2 separate regions of the Pan troglodytes genome follow, and region 2 is linked to region 1. A link is a contact called in public Hi-C data. All regions are on one chromosome and are shown on one strand. Each heading gives the region's core, a stretch centred on a gene start, on an enhancer-like site or on the middle of the called end of the contact. The rest is flanking DNA. Distances are from core to core; before and after follow the strand shown.

What was found. Hi-C and Micro-C count contacts between places; a contact is called where the count stands out from the background.
Region 2: a contact with region 1 is called in a Hi-C map of induced pluripotent stem cells, with 2.7 times the contacts expected there. The contact joins two enhancer-like sites. A contact is called at or near these places in 2 of 7 Hi-C or Micro-C datasets (induced pluripotent stem cells and stem cell-derived neural progenitor cells).

The regions. Positions count from the first base shown.
Region 1 is chr7:108,406,913-108,412,496 of NHGRI_mPanTro3-v2.0_pri, forward strand. No RefSeq gene overlaps it. Among named protein-coding and RNA genes, the nearest start is that of POP1, 48 kb to the left of the region's middle. Within about 2 kb of position 2,534, at least 7 of the 24 cell types and tissues checked have an H3K27ac peak or open chromatin away from gene starts, as enhancers often do. A contact at or near this core is called in induced pluripotent stem cells, where this site is marked.
Region 2 is chr7:108,612,649-108,618,232 of NHGRI_mPanTro3-v2.0_pri, forward strand. It overlaps STK3 (serine/threonine kinase 3), which reads right to left. Exons shown (of 13, transcript XR_010159291.1): 13 at 455-887. Among named protein-coding and RNA genes, the nearest start is that of KCNS2, 63 kb to the right of the region's middle. Within about 2 kb of position 3,528, at least 9 of the 24 cell types and tissues checked have an H3K27ac peak or open chromatin away from gene starts, as enhancers often do. A contact at or near this core is called in induced pluripotent stem cells, where this site is marked.

The DNA of each region.
Region 1 (5,584 bases), core at 1,284-3,783:
CTTGCCATTACGAAAAAGTACATGTCTGCAAAGTCAGCTCACAGGGTCTGTTGACTGCATGGTGAAGCGTCCAGGTGGGAACATAATGAGAGCGTAGTGTCGAGGGCTGGGTGGCCCAGAGTCAGGGCTTCCACCTGGGGAAGAGGCCTGGTAGTGAAAAAGAAAACAGCCTCATTACTTCTGTAGCCTTCTCTACTTGAGAATATCAAATGAGGTCTCTTGTTTTTCTTTTGGTGAGTATACTTCCAGACCAGCTGTTCTCAGCCTTGGCTGCACATGGGAATCACCTGCAGGCTTTCAAAGCACTGGTGCCCAGGGCCTACCCTCCTGGGATGAAGCTTTAACTGGTCAAGGGTGTGAGCTAGACTTTGGGGGTTTTAACAGCTCCCAGGTAATTTGCAGCCAAGGTTGAGAACCACTCTTCCAGACTTTAAAAATGAGGTTCCAAAATAAATAAAGATGCAGCTTATCAGTAATGGGGACCCTGAAGCAGGGTGTGGGGAGCAGATGCAGCTCTCTTGAGTGGGGCACACAGCTGTGACCCATGGCCCTGGTAGGGGCTTCCTGGACTTGGGCACGTGGCCAAGTTCATGTCAAGGCATTTTTCCCTCTCCCCATGTTTTGAAAATTTTAATTTAATTAGATATTGTTCTGGAGGAGCCCACCCTAACCATTTGTGTGCTTTCACTTGAGGAAATGTTTACGAACATGGAACTCCCCTCGTTTCTCTCTCCAGTCCCACTGCGCCCCTCTGGGCTAACCCACTGGGCTCTGAACATGCTGGCCTCAGCTCCTTGAATGGCCAAGCTCTTGGCTCCTCCACGATTTTCCACGTGCAGAGGCTTTCTCTGCCCACCATTTATTTTATTTTATTTTTTATTTTTTGAGACAGTGTCTTGCTAGGTCTCCCAGGCTGGAGTGCAGTGGCGTGAACATGGCTTACTGTCACCTTGACCTCCCAGGCTCAAGTGATCCTCCTGCCTCAGCCTCCTAAGTATCTGGGAGCCACACATGCCTGCCACTACACCCAGCTAATTTTTTTTTTTTTTTTGAGACAGTCTCGCTCTGTTGCCCAGGCTAGAGTGCAGTGGCATGATCTTGGCTCACTGCAGCCTCCACCTCCTGGTTCAAGTGATCCTCCCACCTCAGCCTCCTGAGTAGCTGGAATTACAGGCAGGTGCCACCATACTTTGCTAATTTTTATATTTTTTTGTAGAGACAGGCATCTCACTATGTTGCCCGGGCTGGTCTTGAACTCCTGACCTCAAGTAATTCACCCACCTGGGGCTCCCAAAGCGTTGGGATTATAGATGTGAGCCACCGCACTGGCCTTGCCAATCCTACTTAAAATAGCCTCTTCCTGCTTACATTACTCTATATCACACAATGGGTTTATTTCCTGACATCACAACGTATAGCAATTAATTCTTTTGTTGTTTACATGTTTATTGTCTAGTCCATTAGAATATGAGCCTCATGAAGGTGAGACCATGTCTTGTTTGATTAATGTTGCACCCCAGGTGATAGCACAATGCTTAACCCATAACTTGTATTTAATACATTTTTGTTGAATTGATGCTTTAATAAAAAAGGGTGTATGTATTAAACTTTACAGTTAATACTCTTGTTGGCCAGGCACATGTTGTAATGAACAAAAGAGCCCACTAGGTGGTGCCAAGACCTCATGAGTAAACAGCCTACTCAGGAAAAAAACAGCGGAAAAGCACAATTCAATGTCCTTGGACTGGGGGAGTTTGTGAGGTCACTTATCAGTCGACATTCCCCCTTTTTGGGGCAGACTCATACTAACAGAATCCTAGTTTGAAAAGGATTCGTGATTTTTAAAGAGGTGCCTAGAAAAGGAATAACTTTAGGCTGGGCGTGGTGGCTCACACCTGTAATCCCTGCTACTCAGGAGGCTGAGGCAAGAGAATTGCTTGAACCTGGGAAGCGGAGGTTGCAGTGAGCCAAGATCGTGCCACTGCACTCCAGCCTGGGTGACAGAGTGAGACTCCATCTTAAAAAAAAAAAAAGGAATAACTTTAAAAGCTTTATCCAAAGAATGAATCCCATCCACATTATCCCCAGTAAGTCTACCCCTCTGCATCACAAGCTGAATGCCTCCGATGATGAGGAGCTCATTACTTCACCGGGAGATGCCATCTCCACTTTGGCAGCATACCGACGGGTGAAATGGCCCTTCAGCTCCAGGTCAGTCCTATCTCCCTGCATTCTTACATCAGCTAACATTGAGAAGCACCCATTTATTTTTATGAAGTTGGTTATTAACCTTTTCTCCAGGCTAAACAAGCCTTGTTTCTTTAGCTTTCCTTCTCTTGTTTCCAACGTCGCACAGAGGACCTTAAATTATTTTTTGGACTCAACATAATTTGATCTCAGAAACCTGCACAGCTGCAGTGAGCCTCAGGCAAGGGCTGTGGCTTTAGGGAGAGCCTCTGGTGTTCTGGGTCACTGTGGGCCAGCCCTCTCTGAAGTCTGCAGCCTCCTCCTTCCTTGTTCTGCAGGATTTAGCCACTACCACTGGAGGGCATGGGTTAGTCAGGTTTTTCTCTAAAACAGAGCCTGGCATGGCTTTCATGTAGGGAGTTTATTTTAGGGAGGCTGGGAAAGTGAACCAGGAAAGGAGGAAAGCCAATCCAAGTGTGCATTGTGAGCTGGTTACCCTTGGAGGCAATTGGGGCTCCATCCCTCTGGGGACAGTCTGATGAATGGAATGCTTTGTCTACATGAGGCCCGGGAGAGGATAATCTTTATTTACCAGCTCCCATTCCTATTGCCTAAATGAACAGTTCCCCCAGGGACTGTTCATTTCCGCCAGGTTTGCACAGGTGCTAGAATGGCTTGGCCTGCTCAGTGAGCATCTCACGGAAGGCAGGCCAAGAAGCCCCAGGGGCAGAAGACTAGGGGTGGCTAAGGCAAGGTGCCCTTGGCCTACACCTGTGCCCAGCCAGTTGCTGCAGCAAGGGCTGAGCACAAAGTGGGTCAAGGGAATGAGAGATGGGATAGATGTCCAGCACAGGGCCCTCAGAAGACAGGGTGATTATTTCCTGTTGTCACTTGTGAAGCATGTGTATGTGCACACTGTATACACCAGGTGGAGGGGTGTCTGGAGCCACATTTCTGTGTGTGTGTGCACGTGCACACTTGTATACACAGGGTGGTAGGGTGTCAGGGACTGCCTGATGAGCACCCTGGAACACATGCCAGAGGTCGGCATGTAGACTCTAAAGTTGATTTTGCCAAAGAGTGGGGCAGTTATGGTTCAGCTGCACAGCAAGCTCTCAGTCCCAGGGGCCTGTGCAGAATTCTAGTTCCCATTGCACACCTGCAATGATCACTAGGAAACAAGCCCCAAGACTGTTGTCTGGTAAGAAAATGACCAAGTGGAGATTCTGGGGCTGGCTTTGAAACCAGCTTTACCATCATTCTTTTTTTTTTTTTTTTGGGTTGGGGGGAGGGTCTTGCTCTGTCACCCAGGCTGCAGCAGTGGCACAATCTTGGCTTACTGCAACCTCCGCCTCCTGGGCTCAAGGAGTTTTCCTGTGTCAGCCTCCCACGTGGCTGGGACCATAGGCGTGAGCCACTATGCCTGGCTAATTTTTTTATTTTTTGTAGAGACAGGGTTTTGCCATGTTGCCCAGGCCAGTCTCAAACTCCTAACTCAAGTAATCCTCTTGCCTTGGCCTCCCTCCAAAGTGCTGAGATTACTATCATTCTTGATCAATTAGCTTGCAGCTTCCTTTCGGCTCAGTGCCCACCCACGTCATTTTTTTCTCTTCGCTCACCTCCCACCCACGTCATTTTTTTCTCTTTTAACTCAGCAGTTCTCCTCTCGGCTTCCCTTATATCTGCTACTCAGTTTATCTGTTTCTCAGTCAAGTGAGGGAGGTTGGAGAACAGTCCGGATATTTCAAGTATGGCTTTAGGACCAGCAGCATCAGCAACAGAAATGCAGAATCCCAGGCTCCACTCAGACCTGGAATAGAACCTGCATTTGAACAAGATCACCAGGTGGTTCGCATGCACAGGAAAGGTTCAGGAGCAGTGGGCCACCAGTGGTTTCCAAACCTCATTATCATCAGAGCACCTGGGGAGCTTGCTAAACTCACAAATATCTTAGCATCAGTCCCGAGAGATTCCAGCCCGACTAGGTCTGTAGGGTGGCCCTGAAACCTGTGATTTTTATTAGGCTCCCAATGTGATTTCATGGGATCATGTTTGAGAATCACCAGGAAAGATAATCTTTTGAATTTTTTTTCCACTTGTAAGATTCTGATATTTTTGCCAGAATTGACTGTTCAGAAATTTGAATGTCACTCTTTTTGGGTGTTATGAATTAGGGCACAAAAGTTAAATTTTTTTTTTTTTTTTAACATTGAGATCTGGATCATTGTAGGCCTTTTCCTCCTTTCTCTCTTTCTTTCCTTTCCTTTTATTTTTTTTTAAACAGTGAGGCCTAGCTTCTGGTTGCTGAAGATTGAATATTCTGGCCGGGAACTTGTCTTTCTTCTAACATCTAGCAGCTGCCCCTTTACGTAACTTCTGGGTATTTCACCATGCCCTGTAGGCTCCCATGGCATCACACTTCTGCAGGGACATATAAGTTCTGGTGGAGCCTGGCATGGCATTTTGCCGCCCTCGTTCAGCTGCTAGACACTGGAGGGGATGTTTCTGAGACACCCTGTCCTGACTCTCTGTGTGGCTGTTGAGAGATGAGGCCTGGGGGAACTGCAGAGGGCGGACAGAGTGTGTTTTCTTCCGGTCTTGGCATCTTGGAGTCATTCCTGTCCCGCTGCGTCACCCCACACAAGCCTGAGTGACCTTCGAGAAAGTAACCTCGATCCTTTGCCCTGAGAGCCTTGGCTGGGGCATCTGGAGGCACCCCCCCCTCCCATGGCTGGGCATCATGAGAGGAGAAAAACCTGCCGGATGGGGCACTAACTGGCCCCAGGGAGCACAGGGCACTTCCAGGTGAGCAGAGAGAGGATGAAGACCTCAAGGGCACCCCCACCAAGCTGAGATGTTAGAACGTATCGGAGGCTCCAAACCAATAGAAAGCCTTCCTTAGAAGGTCCTCCTGAAGCGGAGGGGCCCCTGCAAAGCGTAAGTAAGTGTCTCATCCCATACATTTCCTTTTTGAGTCGCTAATTGTTCTCTGCCTGTGAGGGGCTGTAGAGCTCTCTTTGTGGAGCAGGGAGAAAAGGTAGAAATTTCTTCTTACCCAGGGCAGAGCGTGGCTCCCGCAAACACTTGTCACTGGCTCAGGGGCACCCTCCAAGGCAAAGCAAGTGGCAGGCAAGGGGAAGCTGGCCTTCAGCATGGGGCCAACATCACTCACAGAGCTGCCTGGCTCTGCCCCTCCACCCCGAGGCCAGGGGCAGGGGTGGCTGTGGTCTGGGCCTCCACCGCGCTCCCAAGCAGAATCTGCGGACCCTCCCCTAAGTCTGGAGGGCATTGGGGAGTGGTTGGAGGGGAGTGTCTGTCCCTACTGTGGTGACCACAGAGTCAAGCTGGGAACAGGGACAGCTAGGGTTCCCCAAACGCCAGCATGAGACCCCCTTCC
Region 2 (5,584 bases), core at 2,278-4,777, 210 kb after region 1:
CTGCAGACCAGGCCTTGCCTCCTGCCCACGGTGCCAGAGGTGGTAGCTGCAGAAAAAAAAATGCAGTGCTTCTTTTTAAAACAAGGCATGACCCCCATATATATATATTATGGTGTGGTTAAGGGCATAGGCTCTAGTGCTGGGCTGATGGTTTGTAGTTTGTTCTGGCACTTGATAGTTTTGTAAACCTGTGGGTTATTTAACCTCTCTGTGCCTCAGTTTCCTCATCTGTGGCATGCAGGTAATAATAATTTCATGGTTGTTGAGAGGGTTAATGAAGTACTCAGAATAGTGCCTGACACCTCTGAGCATTACAATAAATTGAGCTATATTTATGATCTTAACAAAAAGGATGGTCAGGCTTTAACATCTGTTTGGGTTGCCTTGAAGTCATGAGTTCAAAATGCCTGCCTCCAGTCCCCTCTCTGTGTTAACAACGACAAAGCAGCGTACCTTGTATAAATGGCATATATTTCATTGGGACACTGGATGTTTTCACCCCAGGCACACCAGCTTCTAGAAAGGACCTAGGAACAAGGTGGTTTTGCTGGTCTGATGAGGTTGGAGAGAGCTGCAGGGACAGGCCTTCAGCATGTGGCCTTGTGGCTTCAGAACAAGGGAGCCACAAGTGGGTTCTGTTGCTTCTTGGCTCAGGGCACCTAGCATTTTGAACTCAAGCCAGTCCCAAGGGTTTGGTGATCTCAGCTGAGTCCTCACTGCCAGCCTGAATCCTCTGTCAACTGGAACTGGCTTTGCAGATGCTGCACAAGCTCCTGACAGACTCCATTTGGTTGGATTCCAGGTGGCAAATGTCCCTCTGGGGAGGATTGTGCAAAAGTGTTCCTTCCTCCCAGAAGGAAGGTAGGTTAACCAACAAAGAAGTGTACCTGGAAGAGAGCAAAGGAGGGTGGAAAAGCGGAAGTTAGGCTCTTTTTAATAGTCAAGAGATCCCTTTGAGAGAATGTAGAGACGAGCTTGGGTGAAGCTTGCTCAGTGGGGAGAAGGGAAATGCCTGGTTTGGATCTTTACTGGAGCAAGCACTGACAGCACTTATTGATGGCTTGGATGTGAGGGGTAAGAGAGAGTGGGCTCAAGAATGGCTGCAACACTTTTTTTTGAGACACTGGGTGCTGGCATGCCACTGTCTGCACACTCCCTTTACAGGTTGAGCTGGGGGGCTGTGACCGCTCTGCTGGTCCTGCTTCTGTTATTCTATTGGTCAAAGCTAACCTCCCCAAGGTCAAGACAAATCCACTGCGCTTTAGAAGATCCAGGGTGATGGGCGATACTGTGGGGGGACACTTTTCCCTGAAGTCAAATCTGCATCCACCCAGCATCTAGCTGATTCCCGAGGTGGATTGCCAGGAATGTCCATCCTTCCCCAGATCTAGGGCAAAGGCTGCTTATGGGAGGAGAGCATCCATTTATTTTACCTCAAACAAATTCCTGCAGCACAGGCTTAGAAGCTGGGGTGAAGTGGGGCAAAAGTATGATGCTTCCACCTAAATTCCTATCACACAGTCACAGCTAAGCCCAGGGCTGTGCAGAACAGGCCGCTCCCTTCACTTCCTTAGCCACACCTCTTCCCTGGGTCTGCTCCCACAGCTGGGCACCTCAGCAACCCAGAAGGATAGATATTCTGCAGGTCTAATTTGGGTCAGCAAATTCCCATTTGCAGAAAATCATTTCAGATCTGACAAGAGTTAGTGATCTGTTTCTAAAAAGCTTTGACACAATCATTATCAGTCTCTCTCTCACACACACTCATACCATGTTATCTACAGTCCAGGAAAGGCTCATGCATTCTGAGTGTATACTCCATCCTCTTCACAAACCACTGTAAAATTCTCAAAGCCTACACATGCTTGCAAATAGATCAGCCTTAAATGGAGCAGGGTCTTTGAAGACCCCATGAGTCATGTAGCTAAAATGTCCCCTGGGGAGACCGACTTAGCAGCATGCATTTTTCTATAACAAATCAAGTTCAGAGCTTTCCATGGCACCCAGCTCAATGCCAGAGAAGGTCCATCTATCTCTGGTGGGGAGCCAGTGGTCAGGAAACATATGAGGCTAAATGCTATGCCCTTCACCTGGTGGAAATGCACCCCCAGAAAATCACTTCGCAGAATAACAAGGAGACTCATGCTGCTGGAGTAGAAAGAGCAATGGACAAGGAAGGGGCCCGGGTTCCGGTACAGGCTCTGCCCTTACTGTGCTCCCCCAAGGACCATGCCTACCATCATGGGGCTTTTGTTTCCTTGTCTCTGAAAGGAAAGGGCTAGATCAGATTAAATTAAACAATCACTAAGTACCAGATATGTGCAGGGGAAATGTGCTGTTGGAATGAAAAAAAAGAAAAAAGAAAAAAACAGCCAAATTTCAGCTCCAGTCCTCAAGGAACATGCAGTCTAGTTGCAGTTGGTTAGCCATGGTACTGCTTGGTTAGAACATGAGGCCCCAAGGGGGGCTGAGTGACATTCACCTCTTTGAGATTTAGGAGGCAGAGCCTCCTGGTCTCATCTCATCCCTCCCTGACTTGAGCAGTCTCAGGTTGGAAGTGATGTCACCGCGGAGATTTCACAGCCAGAGGAGGGCCTGAGGACCCCTTCTTCTGCCACTGGCCATTGCTATAGTATGGAGCCTCTAAGTTCATATACCCCACCAGACACTCAAGAGTGCCAGGCAGGATGGGAGGGGAGTACAGATGGTCAAGATGCTGCCCTGGCCTGAGCTGTTGCCCAGCGCTGTTCTCTCTGTCACAGTCAGGCCAAACAGACCTCAGCTGGGAAGCCCGGAGCTGAGAGAAATCTTAGTGAGTTGGTGGGTGTCACTGTCTGCTGGAGGGCCACTGTGGGAGGCAGCGAGCCTGGGGTTCCTGGAGGTATCTCCAGACAGCCTGGAGCCTGGGTAGTGGGACAAGCAGTTTCCTATGAGGCCTCAGGCTGGAGGGTCGTCTTGGCGTTAGGATCCGGCAGATGCTGGGTCTCACATACAGCGCCTCTCACTCCCACTCGCCTGCTTTCCATCAGCCGCCCGCTTCCTTCCACATCTGTGCACTCAGCAGCCGTGGCTACCTATGAATTCCCACTTGGAAGAAGCAGATGGTGATTTATAGCCACTGGCTGCCAACTCCCTCTGGGCCTATCTTGAAGTCCCCTGTCCCTCTCCTTCTGCCTCTCACACTGGGTCTCGGGAGGCCTGCCAGTCTGTTTCCCCGGAGGCTGAGTAAGAGCCCCAATTCCAAGCCATATTTCTCTTCTTTGGTTTCTATTTCCTTAACAGTGACCTCTGTCCAAGGGCAGCATGCCCCAGCATGCGCCTCTCTCCCTCTGCTCTTCCGAACGCAATTATGTGGCTATCACTAGCTTAGTGCCAGGACTTGGATTCCTTTAGCTCTTAGGCTGCTGCTTCTCCATCTTCCCCCACCCCTATGCCAGATTCGTTCTCTGCCCTCCTAGGGAGAGAGGAGGTTGGGGATGCGGGGTGACTCCTGTGGACTACATCTCCCAGAATGCCTCGTATTTGCCTTCCAGCTGGACTTAGCCAATGGGAGGCACCCAGAAGAGGTTAGCAGTTGGGAGGAAAGATAGCTCACGGTATTTCTTCTCACCGATTTTCCACCCTCTCCCTGCTTTGGTGTCATGTACTGGTCTTAGGTGCTGCCCTGCATGACTCCAGTTGCCACCAGTCATCCCCTCCTCCAGAGTTTCCGTTTTTACTGGACCACAATTATACTGTTTTTCTCCTCCTCCCTTTAGCCTTGGGGTAGTAATGACTGCCGCTGTTGCTGGTCCCCAGAGCCTCACCATCCAGGTGCATTCCCACAACTCTGCCCACACCACTGTGAATAGTCTTTTTATGTACGTGTCTGAGCCTTCTGGGGTGAATATTACCATATCGATGCAGTAGTCTTCTAGCTTTCATTTCAGAGTTTGACTCACAGCACTTTAGAAATCATGTAATTTTTTCCCACCAAGATCACTGGAGTGGATGCTTTGCTTTTAATATCACGCTTACTACAAGTTCTAGACGAACGCTAGAAAGGTTAAATTCCTTGATAAAGCCAGGGGAAGAAAAGACACTGTCTCAGAGACAAGATAAAAAGGTCCTACAAGAACAGCAAGAAGTTGTTCCCATGATTGATGACATTCTTGATTCTAACTCCTTGATGAAGAGAAGGGAGGGAGAGCCAGGCTCTGGAAGAAGAGAGTGAGACAGAGTGACCCCAGGTATGCTTATTTTTAAAAGGAAAAAACACCCTGAAAGAAGCCATGTGCCTGCCACCACAAATGAACACATGCTTACTTGTAAATTTTTACTTCAGATCTTTTTAAAAAGAAATAAAACATTACAGAATTAAAATATCTCATGTCCTCACACCAGTCCTGTTCCTCTCCCTCCCTCCCCAGAGCAACCCTATGATGGTTTCCATGTGTCCCAGTTCATGTCTTTATATTTTCACCACACATGAATGTATTGATAAACAATATATAACATTTTTCCATGTTTTTAAATTTGTTTCAAAAAGTGTATCATCCTATACATAATATTCTGCAACTTGCTTTTATTGCTCAAAATTGTGTATTCTAGATCTAGCTATATTGATATATGTAGATTGGCTCCATGCCTTCTAGTTGCTGTACAGTAATTCATCATACAGACTTATTTGTTTTACTCATATCCTCAATTGTGGGCATTTTGTGGTTTTCATTTTTTTTTGTTTCTATAAGCAGTATTTATAAAACATGTACAGGAATTTCCCTAAGATATAACCTAGAAGAGGAGAGTTCAGTCATGGGTACAAGTGTTTTCAATTTTATTAGATGTTACCAAAATTGTTCTTTAAAATGGTTTTTCCTACCTGCTGAATTCCTGTTTCCCTATATTTTCACCAATACTTTGTATTGTTGTGATTTTCTGTTTTTACCAAGCTAATAATGTGCAATTGAATTTCCTTGTTTAAACCAAATACCCTCACTTACTGTTGAGGCCCAGACATCTTTTCATAGGTATATTGGACATTCAGGGTTCTTCTGTGAATTGTTGGCTTATAGTCTTCATTTTTCTATTGGAATCTTTGTCCTTTAAAATAATGACTTAAATAAATTCTTTATATTTTTTGAATTATTAATCCTTTTTAATTTGCTTTTTACTTTTCCAGAAGTTTATAATTTTAACATTTTTCTTTATGATTTCTGACATTACTGTCTTATCTCCATACCATAAAAACATTCTCTTGAGCATTTAGGTCCTTAAGCCATCTGAAGTTTATTTTTAATTGTGGTGTGAGGTAGGGATCTAATGTTTTTGTTTTTGTTTTCCACAGAGGAAGCCAACATACTTATTGAATGGTTCAGTTTGTCCACTAATTTATAACGCCTCCTTTATCATAAACTAAGCTCCATTTTATGGTGGATCTATTTCTGGGCTTTCCATTCTGTTTTACTGATCTATCTGTCTATTCCTGCTCCACCCACCCCCACCTGGCTTCAGCTGAGACTGTCACATAAAACCCATGGCTTTCTATCCTGACTCCCATGTCCAACATCAGCCTCCCCAGTTTTGCCCCACACACATCTACTAG